Regions from separate parts of the Mus musculus genome. Here region 2 is linked to region 1. The links are chromatin contacts, called in public HiChIP or PLAC-seq maps. All regions are on one chromosome and are shown on one strand. The core of a region is the stretch at or near the end of the contact, and the rest is flanking DNA. Distances in the headings are between cores, read along the strand shown. Region 1 has its middle 23 kb from the start of Acmsd. Region 2 overlaps Map3k19 (mitogen-activated protein kinase kinase kinase 19).

Evidence for each region. HiChIP or PLAC-seq counts read pairs in DNA pulled down with a chosen protein or histone mark.
Region 2: a CTCF HiChIP or PLAC-seq map of CD8 T cells shows a contact between it and region 1, with 5 read pairs. The contact joins two enhancer-like sites. A contact is called at or near these places in 5 of 39 promoter capture datasets (cranial neural crest, embryonic stem cells, fetal liver and 2 more), 1 of 15 datasets of contacts at CTCF or cohesin (CD8 T cells), 1 of 484 Hi-C or Micro-C datasets (embryonic stem cells) and 1 of 9 other capture datasets (adipose tissue).

The regions. Positions count from the first base shown.
Region 1 is chr1:127,704,451-127,707,602 of GRCm38.p6, reverse strand. No RefSeq gene overlaps it. Among named protein-coding and RNA genes, the nearest start is that of Acmsd, 23 kb to the left of the region's middle. Within about 2 kb of position 1,717, at least 5 of the 459 cell types and tissues checked have an H3K27ac peak or open chromatin away from gene starts, as enhancers often do. A contact at or near this core is called in CD8 T cells, where this site is marked.
Region 2 is chr1:127,836,915-127,840,094 of GRCm38.p6, reverse strand. It overlaps Map3k19 (mitogen-activated protein kinase kinase kinase 19), which reads left to right. Exons shown (of 14, transcript NM_011737.2): 6 at 1,544-1,656. Among named protein-coding and RNA genes, the nearest start is that of Map3k19, 17 kb to the left of the region's middle. Within about 2 kb of position 1,269, at least 14 of the 459 cell types and tissues checked have an H3K27ac peak or open chromatin away from gene starts, as enhancers often do. A contact at or near this core is called in CD8 T cells, where this site is marked.

The DNA of each region.
Region 1 (3,152 bases), core at 468-2,967:
GAGGAGAAAGTGGGAAAAAGCCTCGAAGATATGGACACAGAGGGAAAAATTCCTAAACAGAACAGTAATGGCTTGTGCTGTAAGATCAAGAATTGACAAATGGGACCCCATAAAATTGCAAAGCTTCTGTAAGGCACAAGAACAGTCTCTAGGCCACATACTAACATTCTTCACCTCTGAAACCTCTTGAGCCAGATCTCTATAGTTCAAATCACACTCTGCACCACTGTTTTTCAGGTTCCTACTAGGGTTGTCCACTAAACAGTACTTAAAACATCCTTATGCTTTTCTAATCTAAAGCTCCAAAATCCACATTCCTCCAAATAAAAGCATGGTCAGGTATATCGTTGAAATACCCTACTCCCTGATAGGTACCGCTTTCTAACTTATTTATGGTTTCATTGCTGTGAAGAGACATCATGACTAAGGCAACTCATAGAGAGAATCATTAAATTGAGGCTGGCTTGCAGTTTCAGAGGCTCAATCTATTTTCATCACGGTGGGAAGCACCATAACATGATACTGCAGAAGAAACGGAGAATTCTGCATCTTGATCCTTAGGCACCAGAAGAAGACTGTACCACTCACTGGACGTAGCTTGAGCATAGGTGACCTTAAAGCCTGTCCTCATAGTGACCCTCTTTCTCCATCAAAGCTACACATACTCTGACAAGGCCGTACTTCCTAATAGTGCCACTCCTTATGGGCCAAACATTCAAATGCACGAGTCTTTGGCGGGCCATACGTATTCAAATCATCACATCCCTTATGGCTGAAAACACTCCTGTGTATGTGTGCAATCATGTGCTCTCTCTCTCTCTCTCTCTCCCTCTCTCTCTCTCTCTCTCATACACACACACACACACACACACACACACACACACACACACACGGACACGGACACAGACAGAAACACACACACATAAACATATACATCACACACGAGTGGTACACACACAGCTAAAAATAAATTAAGAGAGTTCTTGATGCAAGATTAACTAAGTAATCATGGACAGCATGCTAAGAACTCTAAACGCCACAGGAAGAAGATGATGAAAACCCACAGACGTTGCCATGGCAGAGGAGACAGGGAGTTGACTCCAAGGCTATCTCCTGGCAACCATTTGACAAGGAGCTGCACTTGATTTTGAATTGCAGGCAAGGCAGCAAACACTTGGGAATCCTTTGCAAGAGAACTTTAATCAAGCTTACCTGGGTGCCCCGAGAGAAGCCCAGATTTATTAATAGAAATTAAATACAATTTCAGGCACCCTGCAGCGAACCAATTCCCTAGCCTGGCTAGTTATGAAAGCTTTAAAAGTTCTGCATGTGAAAGCAGTTTCTACTTGCATTTTCTTTTTATTATTGTTATTAACATCTACCTATTTAATTGTGTATTTGTGTGTATGTGTGTATGAATGTGTGTGGGCACATGTGTGTGATGGCTCACATATAGGTCAGAGAATGATTTGAGTGAGTAGCTTCTCTCCTTGTGGGTTCTGGGCCTTGAACTCAGGTTGTCAGGCTTGGTGGCAGACTTCTTTACTCACTAAATCACCTCACTGGCCCTAGCATGCCATATGCCAAGGAAGAGCTTGCTAGCCTTTATCTGCAAATGCAGCTACCCCAGAGACCAGAGAATGGGCCTGAGGAGCCAAAAGTGCTTCCTGGAATAGAGTTTGACCAAATTCTCACCATTGCCCTTGCCTTGACTTTATGACTCATGGACACAGATACCACAGCACAGGGGAGTGGAACCTTGGTTATACTTTGGTCCCAGCCCCACCTGAGAGTCTGCACATTTGAAAGCTCTTTGGGCTTTTCTAAGATCCAGCTGAGGCTGAAAGCCACTAAGGATTTTTGAGGACTAAGATGAACTACAGAAAACCATCATTCTATGAAAACACACATTGAGGTTTTTACATTTGTTGTTTTTTTGAGTCAGGATTTCTCTATGTAGTCCTTACTGCCTTGTAACTCTCTGTAAACCAGGCTAGCCTTGAACTCTCAGCTGTCTGCCTGCCTCTGCCTTCCACGTTCTCGGGTTAAAAGCACATGCCACCACCATGCCCGGCCACACCAAGTTTCACATTTATCCTCTCTTATTCAGCAAATGCCCCAGTTATTTTCGATAACGAGAATGTCACTTAAGTTGTCTTTACAAAACTTTCAACACTATGCAAATTCACAGGTAGATTTCCTTCCTCTGTTCCTCCCCCATTTCTCTCTTCTTCTTTTATTTTTTTAAAGCAAAAATCATTCTGGCTTGTGTCCCAGAGGTAACCCTTTTGATAGCATGGGATGTATCCATTCAGACTTTCACCATTGCTGTTAAACATAAAGAGGCAGAGACTTCATGTTGGTGATGGTGTATGTATGGAAACATATGCATGTATGTATGTGCATACATGTCCGGAAGCCCGAGGTGGAACGTAGTGGTCGTTCCTCAGGATGGATGTCCAGCTTATATTTTGAGACAGGATCTCTCATTGAATTTGGAGCTTACCTATTCAGCTAGGCTGGCAGGCCACTGACCCAGGGATCGTCTCTCTGTGTCCTCAGCGTTGGAGTTACATGTATGTACCATTATGCCTGGCTTTTGTTTTTCACGTGGGTTTTGGGGGATACTCAGGTCTTCAGGTTAGGCGGTGGTGGTGCACACCTCTGATGCCAGCAATGGGGAGGCAGAAGCAGATGGATCTCTGTGAGTTCAAGGTCATCCTTGTCTGCAGAGTGAGTTCCAAGACAGCCAGGGTTATAGACAGAGAAACAAAACAAAAAACCAAAACAATTCCCCTCCCCCCAACCCCAAACAACAACTCAGGCCCTTAAGGTTGGTGAGATATGTTCAGACCCTCATGGTCGTGAGACATGTCCAGCTTCTGCTTTCTGACTGAGCAGTCCTCCCAGTCCTTTGGCTTGTGAATGCACACTTTAGTCAGCCAGTCAGCCTATCATCTTGTTAGGTGTGTGCTCTAATTTAAAAATATCTTATATACACATTTTCAACAAGCTTTCACTCAAGGCTGTTAGCATTATATCAATTTTGTAATGAAGGCCTTTTGGGTAAGACGCATTTAAGCCTTCTCTAATCATGAAACCAGGTAGTACGTTGACACTGTTGGGGGCCTATTGTAACAGCAAAACTACCA
Region 2 (3,180 bases), core at 20-2,519, 130 kb before region 1:
ATCCTCCTGCCTCTGCCTCCCAAGTACTGGGATCAAAAGTGTGTGCCATTATACTCCACTTCATCTAAATAAATCAAATCAGTGACTCTTTAATGAGCAGTGACTCTTTGAAGCACAGGGTTACATGCTTTAAAAAAATGCAAAGAATTCTCACTCCACATTCTTGTGTGTGTGTGTGTGTCTGTCTGTCTATGTCTGTATGTCTCTATGTGTAAGCCATAATTCAATCTCCAGTGGTTTTGAGGATGCTATACATCTTACTTTTTAAAAGTAATTAATTTATATGAATGAGTATGTGCCTACTTGTATGTAGTGCTCATGGGGGCCAAAAGAGAGCCCCCTCTGGAGTTACAAGTAATTGTGAGTTGCTGTGGATGCTAGAGAATAAGCCTGGATGTCTGTAATAGCAGCAAGCGTTCTTAACCAATAAGCCATCTCTCCAGCCCCAAACCTTGCTTCTTGAAACTAGGATCTCTCACTTTTTCCTAGAACTTGCTTAGCCAGCTGGGCTGACTGCCCCAGGGGTCCCCTTGTCTCCACCTTCCCAGCACTGGGGCTAAAAATTCACACCTGGTTTTTCTTATTCTATTTTGATATTTATTTACTTTAGTTTTAACTGTATGGGTGTTTGCCTGCATGTATGTCTGTTTACTACATGTGTGCCTAGCACCAGTAGAGTCAAAAAGAGGAGACCGGATCTGGAAGTGAAGTCATAGACAGTTGTTAGCTACCACATACCTGCTAGGAATCAAACCACCTAGTTCCCTGGCAGAGCAATCAATCAACCAACCAATCAATCAATCAATCAGTGTTCTTAACCACTGAGCTACTTCTCCAGACACCCCCACCACACACACACACACACTTCCTTTTTTAATTTCAGGTTTTGGGAATTGATCTCCGCTCCTTATGTTTGCAGGAAAGCACTTGGTCAACTGAGCCATCTGGAGGTCAAGCTATTTAAGGGACTGAGTGGTCTTCACAAATCCCCCCATCACTTTTCACTCTGATTCCTCTCTCTTGCTATAGTATTATGGGGAAATCATCTTCAACCCATGAGAGTCTTCCAGGGCAATTCAAGAGAGCAAAAAAGACAGTTACCAGGCAACACAACCTTTAGTTTTCTAGGCAAATCTGTTTGGAAGAGAATAGAGAGGCTTCCTCCCACCCATGCACCAACAGAAATCCATTCAAGGGTTCATCTTTAGTGAAAGGAGAAAGGTAAACATCTTTCCTCTTTCCCCTGTTGATGACTCAGAGGGTTGAAAAGCTCTTTTCTATGTTCCAGCACCTCAGAGGGTGTGCCTGTGAGAATGACGTCATTAAGGATGAGTTGCTATAATTATGTTGAACCAAAATCTAACTCTTGGTAACTTTTTTTTTTCTTGAATTCATGTGTGTGAAGTATGTATGCAGTGTGTGTGTGTCTGTGTGTGTGTGTATGTGTGTGGTGCATGTACATGCATATCAGAAGTTAACATTAGGTATCTTTTTCTATTAAATTCCACTGTATTTACTAAGGCAGGTTGATTCTTTTTGACAGAAAGACATGCCGAGTCACTGCTTGACATCTGTCATGAGGCAGGCTCTACTCCAATGGAGATGACAGTTTCCCAAACTGAAAACCTCACCTTGCAGAGCATCAGCAGCAGTGAGGTAGGAGGAAATGGGGGGGTGGAGAGGGAAGAGGACATGGGAGGAGGGGAAGGGGGGAGAGGTGGCTCAGCAGTGAAGAGTGTGCTCTGCATCTACAGAGGATACAGGATCAGTTCCCAGCATCGGCATGATAACTCACAACCACCCATAACTCCATACCCTTTTCTGATCGCCAAAGATACCAGGCATGCAGGCAGTACAGACATATTCATGCAAGCAAATCATTTGTGTAGATAAAATAAGATGATTAAATCTTTTTAAAAACAGTTTAAAAAAGCACAACGATAAAAATGAAATGTCTGGTCAACCTACTATTTTATTTGTACTGCCTCAATGTTTTGTAATAATCATATATGATTTCTATAAATATCAATATCGTGTACACATATTTTTGAGGCAGTCTTGTTATACTGTTAGAACTTACTATGTAGTGTAAGCTGGTCTTGAACTCCTACTTTAGCTTCCCAGGATCCCATAGTATGTAACACCCCATCCAGCTGACTAATGACAGTATTAGTATAATCATGTTTAAATTGTAAATTAGGGGCTGGAGAGATGGCTCAGTAGTTAAGAGCACTGACTGCTCTTCCAGAAGACTTGATTCCTGGCACTCGCATAGGAGCTCACAACCATCTGAAACTTCAGTATTAGGAGATCTGACATCCTCTTCTGGCCTCAGCTAGGACTGCATGCATGTGGTAGACGTACATGTAGGCAAAACATTCATTTACATAAATTTAAATACGCAAATTAGCTAGTTAGGTTGTACCGAGAGTGTGTGTGTGTGTGTGTGTGTGTGTGTGTGTGTGTGTGTTTGTGTGTGTTTGTGTGTGTTTGTGTGTGCACATGTGTGTCTTAATTTCTACTGTCACAATAAAATCCATATAGCGAGTGAGTGAGATAATAAAGAACAGAAATTTAAGTCAGGCGGCAATGTTGCATGCACTTAATCCCAGCACTTGGGAGACAGGGGCAGGCAGATCTCTGTGAGTTCAAGACCAGCCTGGTCTGTATCACAAGTTCCAGGACAGCCAGGGCTACACAGAGAAACCCTGTCTCAAACAAAACAAAACTACAAAAGCAAAACAAACCAGAAATTTATTTCTCAGTTCTAGGGACTAAGGAGTTAGAATAGGTTGCTGTTATATGGCTTTTCAGACATAAACCCATGTCTAGCCATCTGTCAGAGTACAGACAATAGACCAAAGGAAAGATTCCATTCACAGCCAGCTCAGTGGAGCAGTGAGTTCATTAGCTTATTTATAGGATCATGGATAAGGGGCTGTATACAGAACCATGGATGACTCAAAGGCCACTGGATCACCGAAATAAATGGGCGATGAATCCGGGAAAGCTGCATCCTTGAAACTTGTGATCTATAAGTACCTCAATTAAAGAGCCTCTCTCTCTCTCTCTCTCTCTCTCTCTCTCTCTCTCTCTCTTCTTTTCACTCAGCCCCCAAGTAATTCTTTTTTACTGCTTATATAGCCTCAGGGTAGGTCAGAGTCTCGGTAGCTTTATGAG